Regions from separate parts of the Gasterosteus aculeatus genome. Here region 1 is linked to region 2. Evidence: chromatin contacts called from public Hi-C data. All regions are on one chromosome and are shown on one strand. Each heading gives the region's core, a stretch centred on a gene start, on an enhancer-like site or on the middle of the called end of the contact. The rest is flanking DNA. Distances are from core to core; before and after follow the strand shown.

Region 1 (5,725 bases), core at 2,506-5,005, 84 kb before region 2:
GCCTGCTCCGGCACCACCCAATCGGCAGCGGCCTTCACCCGTGCGCCGCTTTGAGCATCAACTGTTTTGTCATGAAACCGCGGCAACATTGTCGGTCAGCTCTGTAAGCTAGCTGGCAGTAAAGAGCCCAGGTGTTGGTGCAGAGAGGAGGCGACGGTCCGGAGTCCGAGTCCGCAAAGAAAGGCCGCAGGGTCTAAATATCATCCTGCGTAACGATGTTGTTCAGCCGTGCCCCATAGTGACGTGTAGAGACCATATATCCCGTATTAAATGTTGGAAAAACTGTCCCACGGCTCTTGCCCAGTGAAACAAACAATATGTTTCATCATCATGTCAACACTTGTGTCCTAAATACAATCACTTCATCCGATGGGCCTGAAGCACACAAGCTACTTACTGCAGCCAGCAGTGTGTGTGTCCTCCTGCTCGCCCGCTGTCTCACTAAAGTGTGATGGGAAGGTGTGTGTGGACTGAGGTGTGAACGGAGAGCAGACGGGCCACACAACGTGTGTGCGGGTCGGCCTCCGTACCCGGTGGTGCCTCCGTACTCGTTGCTCCTCCCAGCCGGAGGCCTCAAGGTTTCCTGCTTCTCCGTCCACTCGTTCTTCTCAACGGGAGAACTCAAATCTGGACCGAAAGATTGAACTCATAAACAATTTGTTGATCGAATGTCAAGGTCACTGTGACCTCAAGCCTGTCCTACTGTGAATTAGTGAGATCACCTTCTGGATTTCTTTGTTTGGGACAAACTGGAGGAGCAACTCATTTAGATTTCGGTTGTTAAAGGTCAAGCCGATCCCATTCTAAAGGATACGTTTCTTATGAGGCACAAACATCGACCTGGACTACAGGAAGACACCGACAAGTCAACACAAAGCCGATAGCATCCAAGCATTAACTACGTATTCCTTTAAACTACGGGTGTTAAAGTCTGTTTCTCCCCATCTTTTGTTTCTTTACAGGAACGTGGAGAGAAAGGCGCGGCACGATCAGATCCGCAAGAAGTATGGTACGTATGGGCCTCCGGTCCCCTCGTATCCCCTTTAAGGATACAGGGCATGTCGGATGCTTCCATGGACCTTCTTTGCTTCCTCTGTGCCAGAGAAGCATTTTCCTCATGTGAAGTGAGTCCATAGGGTGGTAACTCCTGTCTGAACCACTCCTCCAGGAGGGTCAGTGTCAGAGCATCATGTTACAGGTCAAAACCACTTTGTTCTATTTCAAATCTCCATCTGAGATGAGCCACTCCCCCTTCGGACAAGGTGAGAATAGAAACGACGCCCTCGACCCTCGTGTGGTTCTCCAGTCCTCTGATCATCCAGAAACCACCCCTCCCCTATTCATAGGGTCCCATGGGCAGGTAGTCACCTCTGACCTGTCCCGCATGTCCTTGGAGTGTGGGAGGAAGCCGGAGTACCTGGACACAGATACTGGGGGGACACGCAGAAAGGTGCTGGGTGGGTTTTGAACCCATGACCTTCTTGCTGTGTCTCCCACACACAGTAGACTTCTCATGGTCTACTTTCTTCTTGCCACTCTTCCATAAAGGCCAGATTTGTTTCCCCCCTCAGCTTGGGCCTCTGGGTTGATTCTCTGATTAATTCCTCCATTTGTACCTTTGCAAAACTGAAGTACGCCATGAAGGAGAGTTCAGTGCTGTGAAGAATAATTGTGGAATTCATGAATAATTGTGACATATGACACTTTGTACCATGGCAACGTCTCAAGCAGCCCACTAGAGGGCGCCCACCCGCAAGCGGAATCGTCAATCCCAGACTTTCTCGGGGAGCAGGGGTGGCGCTTGGGGGGGGCGCCCCCTTTGTTCTATTGTAGGGGGAAATCTGGATTGAGTGTTCATCAAACTTCAGGTTGTTGTTTTTGTTGTTCTAAACATGCTTAGTGTGTGTGAGGTGCAACAGTTGATGTGGAACTCTGATGGTGTTTCCATCCCTGGGGGCTGTTAGAAGTAGAGTACAGAGTCGATGGGACGGATTGACTGTATTCAGCCATTCACTCAGCATGGGATTCTGACTCTCTGATTTGTACCCCCCCCCCCCCCCCTCTGTGCAGGTCTGATGAGTGACTCGGACCACCCCTACAGCAAGTTTGAGAACGAGTAGATCAGCTGTCCAGCAGCACTCCCAGAGGCCTTTGCTTGCAGCTTGTGTCCTGGTTCACAGTGACACAACTCGCCAGAGCACCAAATCATAAATAATCTGCATTCTGGTTGAGGATGCGATGACTTTTTATTCCTGTTCTTCTGTCTGCTGAAATTTCCTCATGAGTTTGCTCTTTTAAATATTGTAGTTTCATATCAGTCTTTTCGCATTGTATATAAAGAATTGGAATAGGAAATAGTGATTGTACTGTAGAAAAGATATGACTCAATAAATTCCTTCTTTTAATCATGTGGTCTGTTCTTTGTATTTTTGGAGATAAAATGTCTTGTTTTCTGGGTGAACTCTGTTACTGATCGCAGTTAGTATGTTTTACTGCAGCTTATTATTCCATCTGACATCCAATATAATATATCGGTACATCCAGAGACGGCATATCACCAGAGATCTGTGACAATTTGGGTGTATTTACATCGCCCCTGTATTTTAATGACGATTGGGTCTTTTTTATTGTTAATACCCTGAAGAAGAGCGAAAGGCAAATATATATTTTTTCTTTCTCTTAGGACATTAAAGGGTTAGTAATGGCGTTCCATGCTATCTATTAGTTGTCTTTAAAGGCGGTTTTCTCTAAATCCACCTTCCTGTCCAGTCATTCGTCCCATAATCTCAGGCTTTCTAAGCAGCCGTCTGTTTATTCAACATTTTAATATTACTCGGAAGGATTTTCATTGATATTCATGGTCTGTGATAAATAGTTACGTTTTAGAAAAAGGAGTAAGCAGAAATAGTAACTATTCCAAAGTAACGTGAATTATTCTACTTGTGCTTCAGAAATGAAGGTGAATGTAATCTTCCGTTAACGTAAGTATCATTCATGCGGTTGCTTATTTCCTGTCCTGTGGATGGAGATGGTTTCCTCGCTCGTTACCTGAGATCATTGGGATGGTCCAGATTCCCAGATGGAGCAGCAGTCTGCTCACAGCTGGTGTCCACATGCTGTTCTGGGCTTTGGACCTGGTCCTTCCAAAGGAACCAATGGGTGTGAAAGTGCATTTCATTGGAAAGAAATGAAACCTTTTATTCCCGCAGCGTTGCATATGAATTTACATCTGCAGATGCTTCCACCTCATCTCACTACACCTTTCTGAGCTTCCCCCAGATATGAAGTCCTCAATTACAACTTCTCTATTGTGTCATGTTCAAAATAGCCAATGATGTATTTTATGATGGTAACTTTTGGTGAATTTAGGATTTCAAAAATAGCAAATGTTCTAGTAATTGTTCCCGCGGTCCCTGCATTAGTGCGCTGTAAGCCGCGCGGAAAGACACGTGATGCACGAACACGCTTCTCTAATGCATGCATGCAGATGTTGAGAAGATAACTCCTCAGAGATGTTTGTGCCTTTATTCATTTAAAGTCAGAGTTCTGGTCCACATTCATTGTGGCTAACAGATTAAAGAATACCGCCGGCGTGTGCGTGTGCGTGTGTGTGTGTGGGATGGGGATCGTTTCGCTTGCCCGTGGAAATATTCCTCCTCCTGCACACATTACAGGGCGGCGCTCGCGCTGTGACGGCCGGTCCGCGGGGCGAATGGAAACGCGCCGCTCCGCCGGACTGCGCCAATCCCCGCGCACTGGGGCGGGATCTAGGGGTCGAAGCGAGAGAGAGAGAGAATCCCCAAAATGACATCTAGATTGCGGCGGGGCGGAGAGCGACTGGCACAGAAACGACACCGTGCGAGCGGCAGCCAGCGTGCTGGATTCACCCGAGCAGAAAAGACGCACCGGGCACGCGCGGCGCGTTACGCACGGCAGCAGCTCGGACGCCGCCGCTTCTGACTTTCATGCCTCTTCTGGAGATGTAGTTGCCTTCTTGAGAAAATCCCAAGAAGACATTTGGTGTTCCTAGTTGGTGAGAGAGAGAAGCAGCAGTGAGAGGCTCCGCTTCCTGTTTGCTCTCCGCCAGCAGCGCTGCAGCTGGGCTGAGGGAGCCCCGCAGAGCTCCCCATCAACCGGTCCTCCAACCCGCTCCAACCCGCTCCAGCCCGCTCCAACCCGCTCCGGCCCGCTCCAATCCTGTCCAACCCGCTCCAACCCGCTCCAGCCCGCTCCAACCCGCTCCAACCCGCTCCAGCCCGCTCCAACCCGCTCCAGCCCGGTCCAACCCGCTCCAGCCCGGTCCAGCCGCGCACACAGAGAGATGTGCGACCTGATGCCCTCCTCCCAACCCCCTCAGAAAATCGGAAAAATGAAAAAGTTGAGGAGAACTTTGTCGGAGAGTTTCAGGAGTATTGGTGAGTGTTTTCTTCTTTTCCTTGGAGAAATGTCCATCGTCTAGTCATAGTCCACTAGTCCCACGTAGAGGACAAACTCATTTGTGGCAAAAAGCAGCTGTGGTGCACACTGGGATGCTGATAACATGATGTTACACGTCTGTGTTTGACCACCGACAACTGGACGCTGCTCATCATCCTCATGAATGAATCTTCCCGTACATTCATCATCGGTTCACTTCATACGCCAATAGCTGCTTCTGATTGTGGTGATGCACGTGAGACACGTCCATCTCATTTCTTCTGTTGTCCAACAGAAAACACTCTGCTGCTAAAATAACCACGTGTGTGAGCAGGAATCATCACGCACACGCCGTCGCGTCACTGGTTGTCACTGATGGTGCAGCCATCGCATCCCCGTGCATCTCTCAATCGCACACATACACATGCACACAGGCGCGCACACACACGCACACGCCTTGGCAGAAACCTTCACGTCATTGGCCTTTGCAGCAGCGTGTGCAGAGGAGGAATCTCTGGATGCAGCATGTATGAGGGATGAACAGTCGTGAGGGTCGATGATGCCGGAGAGGAGAGATTGCCATTGACTTTCCTGCTGACGCTCATCTCCCGTTGGCCGTCGTTCCTCTCGTCCGAACCAACATCAAGCTCTCGCCCTGCGCCTCTTAACGCAGCACATCCAAGAGCCGGCGTATGTTCACGTCCTCGCAAGCGTTGGTCCAGCTGATCCCCGTCCTCATCAACGCAGGAGCCCATGCGCCCATTTGATTGGATGAGCGTTGAAGCAGGAGACCGTTGTCCAACCTTTTCTGACCCGTGAGCTCAGGTGTGATGATCATGAGCCAGGTCCTCTGGGAGCAGTCGGTTTGTCATGTGAACTTGGGGGTGGGGACTGTGTTTTAGGAATCATGAAGAAAGCCCCCGACGAAACGCTGCTTCCTCCTGAAGTATTCACGGGCTGTCTTTAAACGAGCTGTGATGACTGAAACTTTACAACATAAACATCGCATTAAAGTTTTAAATATTCCAAATGTCGTGTTGTCGGTTGCAGGATGTGTGAATTACATCAGCTGACAGAAAGTAAACCCAAAATGACCAACAGAGGAGGGGCTACCCCGCCCCCGTGTTCGCCAATACATGTGTGCCCGGGTGCATGGAGCCATAGTGTCCGTGGTCCCCCCACCAGCCTCACAAAACCCCCAAACCCCAAGAGAGAATTCATTACATGTAAGGATGTCTAAATGCCACGAAAAGAGAGATGAATGTTCAATCATCCGCGAGGCAGTGGATGAGTAATGTTAGATCACAAC
Region 2 (6,216 bases), core at 1,537-4,036:
GTTTGATTTTGCCCATGTGAACAGACTGCAGTGCACGTGACAGACACGGAAGTACAAGCTTACATTACGTGTGTGCTTACATTCACGTCCCCTGCAGCCGTGTGCTACCAGCACGTGGACCATGATGCTCCGTGTGCTACCAGCACGTGGACCATGCTGCTCCGTGTGCTACCAGCACGTGGACCATGATGCTCCGTGTGCTACCAGCACGTGGACCATGATGCTCCGTGTGCTACCAGCACGTGGACCATGCTGCTCCGTGTGCTACCAGCACGTGGACCATGATGCTCCGTGTGCTACCAGCACGTGGACCATGCTGCTCCGTGTGCTACCAGCACGTGGACCATGCTGCTCCGTGTGCTACCAGCACGTGGACCATGATGCTCCGTGTGCTACCAGCACGTGGACCATGATGCTCCGTGTGCTACCAGCACGTGGACCATGATGCTCCGTGTGCTACCAGCACGTGGACCATGATGCTCCGTGTGCTACCAGCACGTGGACCATGCTGCTCCGTGTGCTACCAGCACGTGGACCATGATGCTCCGTGTGCTACCAGCACGTGGACCATGATGCTCCGTGTGCTACCAGCACGTGGACCATGATGCTCCGTGTGCTACCAGCACGTGGACCATGATGCTCCGTGTGCTACCAGCACGTGGACCATGCTGCTCCGTGTGCTACCAGCACGTGGACCATGATGCTCCGTGTGCTACCAGCACGTGGACCATGATGCTCCGTGTGCTACCAGCACGTGGACCATGATGCTCCGTGTGCTACCAACACGTGGACCAGCATAGTCCTCCCCATTTGGTTCAGCTTGTCACTGACGACCAGGAGGGCCTGAGCTGCTCACTGGGGCTGTGATGAGGGCGGGAGATGATGTGCATGTGATGTTCTGGAGCTCTTTGTGGCAGCTGCCCTGTCCACTGATGAGTCGTCTCACACTCACAGACGTCTGTAATCCCTCCATTCTCTGCCTGCTAAATATAATTGGGGGATCCCGTGAAGGTCGGACGTCCTCTTTGTTTGTGTCTGGCTGTCATGGAGTTTTAGGTGTATGTATGTTTGCAGAACAAAGGGTCACGACCATTGACCTCACAGATTCCTCTGAGGCAGAACTTTCTCCTTCTGCCCGAGGTTCTGTCTGCTGACTTTACGTTGAACTGACACACTAGTAGCAGATGTGTGAGTGAGCGAAGTCATTTGACCGGTTGGCTTAATGTTTTAATGTTGAAATAATCCATGACCTTTTCCAACCACGGGACGTCTTCCCATGAAGTCCAGCAGCTGCCCCGCTCTCTTTGTACAGAAGGCTCCCTGAGGCCGGCCTGCTGGTGCTGGACTGCCCTCTAGTGTGGTGATTTGTTACTACATCCGCTGTGACTCCCACAAGGGGCCAACATGAGGCAAACTAGCCTCTGACCTTTTCCTATTAAATTCCTCTGGTTTTCAAAAACATTTTCCTTCCTGGCCTGGGCTGTTTCTGCGGATGGAAAGATGTATCTTCTGAATCCCAGACGTCAGCCACATGAAAGGCAGCCATCAGAAATGGAGATGAGCCCACATTGGCTCCAGCAGCACCTCCCATGCTGTAGGCCATCTGGAAACTATTATGCTGCCGAGCTGCCAGGGATCGTGTGGAAGGCACGTCTCTGGGTTCTGTCCTCATAAACCTTGGGCCGTGTGCTTGAGAACTCCAGCCGACCTCTCCATAAACGCTGGGCCGACCATGACTGCTGCTGGAGTCTCTCAATGCGGAATCCATATATTTAATGCCTGATGCATTGTTTATATGCTTTACCTGCTTTGCTTCCCTGACACACTCTTGTATTGAGAGTCAATCATAAATAGTTGTATTGTTTTATGAGTACTGACCTAAATCTGTGTGATCCATCTAATATTGTAGCTTCTCATGCTAACTGTTAAATGCTAGGCACAAAGCCACAGCAAAGAGCGTGTACTGGGTTTGTATTTGCTGCAATGTCTCTCCTGTGTGTGTGTTCCAGGTCATCGGCACCCCCTCAGAGGACAGCTGGCCCGGCGTTACCTCTCTGCCTCACTTCAAACCAGGTGCGACCCTGTTGCTGTAAACCCTCACTGAAGAGTCCCACCCAACGCTGCCCAGAGGGTGAACATTGAATACAGGGAACTCTGTACGATGAGTGTTTTGTATGCTAAATGGTTAGCATGCCGCATCGTATGTGTTAGCACGGGCTAAACATAACGTATAATAAATGATTAGCATACGTTACTCTGATGGACTTTTTGGATGTGAGAGTGAGTTGTGGTAATATTTTCCTTGGCTTGTGGAACATCTGAGCACACGATGAAGAAGCTTGTTTGCCGTGGCGATTAGGAGTCAGCGTTACACAACCCATGAAATATAATTCCGCCTAACAGTTCCTTTGGATATGTATTGCTTGTGTGCCATTGATGAGCCACACTGAGGTGGGTTACGTGGTTTATATACATCACCAACATGAACCAGGTCTCACTGTAACACATGCATACAGCAGCAGGGGGGCAGGAGGGGCAGGAGGGCTGGGCATGGGGGTGGCAGCTCTGCCAGGGCCGCCATGCCCTCTGGGAGCTCATTAGGGCTTTTAGAGGGAACATGAATAGAGGGACTGCAGATTAGTGTTGGCTGATGGACTGAGAGAGAGAGGACGAGCGCAGAGACGTGAAGACGGTCGGAGCGATGGCGTCACAGAGCCACCTCACATCTCCAGTGGCCAATTAGGGACCAACCGGAGGGCCCTCGTGGTCACACGCACACACAACCCGTCCCCATGCACGCGCTCATCCCGTGGCCATGGCGACGCTCGGCTCATGTTTGCCTCTCACACACTGGGAACAGCTGTCTGACACACACACACCACCACATCTGCTCATGTGGTGTGTGCACTTTCAACAAACGCAGGCAGACCAAGAGGATCAGCTTTACGTGTCATGGCAGTTATATACAATGTCGATATATTTATATGTTATTTTTTGGTATGGTTGAAAAATAAACATCTCCACATTTAAAGAGATAGTGATCCCCAGATGCACTTGCACTGTTTTGATGATTAACTTTAAAATACTCTTATTTTTGTGCTTATTTATATCATGTAGTTATATGGTATGTGCAAAAAGAAAGAAGTAAGATAAAATAAACAACAACATAGATTAAAAAAAGGAAATGCACCACTTATCAAACTACAACTTTTCAGAGGGGACAGATTTCTGTGTAACACCAGCTAAATGGTTCCGCTTCCCGCTTTGCCTCACCCGTCCACATGCGACTGACCCGCCGTGATCAAACCAGAGTCAGTTTGGACTGATGGGAAAGTATGATAATAACCTGGATCCTCGAGGTCTTTGAAGCGAGTCTACGCAGTGATGTGAGAGCAGCTTGTTCCATGTCCGGCCCAGCAGGGGGCAGGAGTGCGTCTCCCTAACAGCTCCTCTGGCTGTGATTCATCACGTTCATGTCCCAAACATGCTCTTACGGTTGGATCTCATCAGCACCGGGTGGTTGGAGGCCCCGCTTCTTTTTCACATCCTCTGCAGTTATGGAACGATTCCCCATTCGGCTGTTTGCAGTCATGTGTTGCGACTAGTGCCAGGTTAAAGAAGAAAGTCAAAGGGCCATTGTGTATCATTAAAGAGGTTATAATATTTAGAATGACTTGTTCAGTGTATGATCCCCAGAAAGGATGCTTTTTGATTTGGAGAGAGGCATCCATATACAACATACATCGACGCAGACATGATCATAGATGGTCAAATAATCAATAAAGAGCAAAAATCCCCTTGTGATATTACAATTGCTTGATAGGCGTTCATGGTAAAAGTAAGTAGATTCAAAGTCGGGCCATCCATCCTTCTGTCATTCGATTCATCCACCCTGTGTCCATCATCCACCCCTGCTCCACCCAGCCCGCATGTGATTGGACCGGGTGTGAGGGAGAAACTCCGAGCTAACAATCCCGAGCCTGTTGCTATGTGGCTCAGCGTCCGCCGTCTGAGAACGCCTACAGGCATCGACAAATGGACAGGAGGCACTTTCAGAGACCTTGAAAAATGGAATATATATATCATTTTTAAAATTTGTGTCGTTTTTATTTTTTTGTGAAATTAATTTTTGTCATTTAGTGCATTGAAGATGGACATACAATTTATTTTTATTGTTTTATGCACTCCTGTTTCTGAGTTGCGCCACAATTTCCATGTAGTGAAGTTGGTATTCACAGAACAACTACCTGTAACACACACATCAATAATCCCTGCTCACTTCCCTCCATGGACTCAGATTTCATTGTAGTACATGATGTTACAGAACAGTAGTACGAGTTACGTGCAGCATGCAGTCAACTGGAAACGTTCACTCACTCATTTATCCTCTTTGCAAAGGATTGTGGGTCAGAAGAGCCTGAAACGCTTTCTAGCCTGCAAATGACAGAACGGCTGTTTTTGGTATTTTGGACATTCCTGTATTGGGACACAGTGAATCCCTGTATGGATAGTGAGGTAGGATTAGAATGCAGCGCCTTTCACTTTCAAAATCCTCTTTTCAATCAATTCGATTAATTTCATGCCGCCATTTCCCAAGTGTTCTTAAGTTACTATCTCCTCCTGCTGATTCTTCTTGCACATGTTTCAAATTCAAACCCGAGGCAGGAATGGAAAGGATCTGCCCATTTGAGCTTCTGCTACGGTTTCTATATGTGACGATTGGAATAAACTATTGGTTTGTTGTGCTCCTCTCATTACAGACCGCTTTACAGTTTACAGCGCTAAGAAGCTCAGACAAGCGTGGAATAAGTAAGTGAACCACTCAAACACGAGTTCAGTGTGTGTGTGTGTGTGTGTGTGTGTGTGTGTGTGTGTGTGTGTGTGTGTGTAATGTCATGGGATGTTGTAGTACTCTAGTACCCTCGTTCCTGTCTGCTGAGCGCTACTCCGCGGGGAAGTGAACGCACTCTTTGCAGCTCCCATCCTCTACTTTCCTGCAGCATACAACCTGTGTGTGTGTGTGTGTGTGTGTGTGTGTGTGTACTATTCTGCTCTGGGACAAGTGCCACATCGACGAGGTCGCTGGGGCAGAGTTGGGGGCCGGTCCCAGATGCTGTGTTCCCCATGAGTACATCTGGAGGGGGGGGTGTCTCCAGGAGGAAACAAACATGTGAGCAAAGGGGACAGAAGAATGGTAAATGGCCTGTACGTGTACAGCGCTTTTCTAGTCTTCTGACCACTCAAAGCGCTTTAACACTACATGACATCATTCACCCATTCATACACTGATGACATCATTCACCCATTCACACCCTGATGACATCATTCACCCATTCACACCCTGATGACATCATTCACCCATTCACACCCTGATGACATCATTCACCCATTCACACCCTGATGACATCATTCACCCATTCACACCCTGATGACATCATTCACCCATTCACACACTGATGACATCATTCACCCATTCACACCCTGATGACATCATTCACCCATTCACACCCTGATGACATCATTCACCCATTCACACACTGATGACAGGAGAACCACACACAGTGACACCTGCCATCAGTCACTAACATTCACACACTGTAGTCACAGCTACAGGAGCCATGTTGGGTTCAGTGTCTTGCCCAAGGACACATGGACATGCGGGTTAGCAGAGCCTGGGATGGAACCACCAACCCTGTGATGGAGGACGACCGTGCTCCCCACTGCGGGCGACGGTGGGTGAGTGAGTGGGGAAGTGCGTGTGAGGTTGTATCGGCGGCCAGGGAGCGATGGACACTGTCTCCGCCCTGAGAGTTGGTCTGTCAGCCGTGTCCCCGTCCTGCTGGTTGTCCTCATCCAGCAGAAGCAATGTAAGCCTGTGAACGAGTTACCTTAACCAGGTGTCACCAGAGCGACGCAGGTTCCCTGATCGACAGTCCTGTCCCAGCGCACAACGCATGCTTTGCTCTCACTGGGCAGCAAAGACACGACCACATGAGCGTTGGTGGGTTAAGAACGGGACCACTAGAAGGGTCATGCTGAGGCCGTCCGTCTGCAGGTCCTAGTTGCATCCTTGAATGAACAGCTCATAGTGGGACGTCTACAGGGCTCCTGCGGCAGCTTTGTCCCAACAGAGACCGGTCTGCGGCTTTCTGTGGTGGGGGGGGCGTTACGGGCAGGTGGCTGCCTGCTTCTCGCCTCCCCCGGGTCCTCGCTGCA

What was found. A called contact is a pair of places that touch in the nucleus more often than the background predicts.
Region 1: a contact with region 2 is called in a Hi-C map of skeletal muscle, with 5 times the contacts expected there. The contact joins the promoter of cdk14 here to the enhancer-like site in region 2. A contact is called at or near these places in 4 of 6 Hi-C or Micro-C datasets (skeletal muscle, tail fin and whole body).

The regions. Positions count from the first base shown.
Region 1 is chr20:20,848,914-20,854,638 of fGasAcu3.hap1.1, reverse strand. It overlaps cdk14 (cyclin dependent kinase 14), which reads left to right and starts at 3,755. Exons shown (of 15, transcript XM_040164536.2): 1 at 3,755-4,415. The coding sequence starts at 4,322. LOC120810724 (pituitary tumor-transforming gene 1 protein-interacting protein) reads left to right here. Exons shown (of 7, transcript XM_040165548.2): 6 at 963-1,009; 7 at 2,071-2,405. The coding sequence ends at 2,120.
Region 2 is chr20:20,763,726-20,769,941 of fGasAcu3.hap1.1, reverse strand. It overlaps cdk14 (cyclin dependent kinase 14), which reads left to right. Exons shown (of 15, transcript XM_040164536.2): 11 at 2,010-2,073; 12 at 4,761-4,809. Among protein-coding and RNA genes, the nearest start is that of LOC120810191, 34 kb to the right of the region's middle. Within about 2 kb of position 2,786, at least 6 of the 9 cell types and tissues checked have open chromatin away from gene starts, as enhancers often do.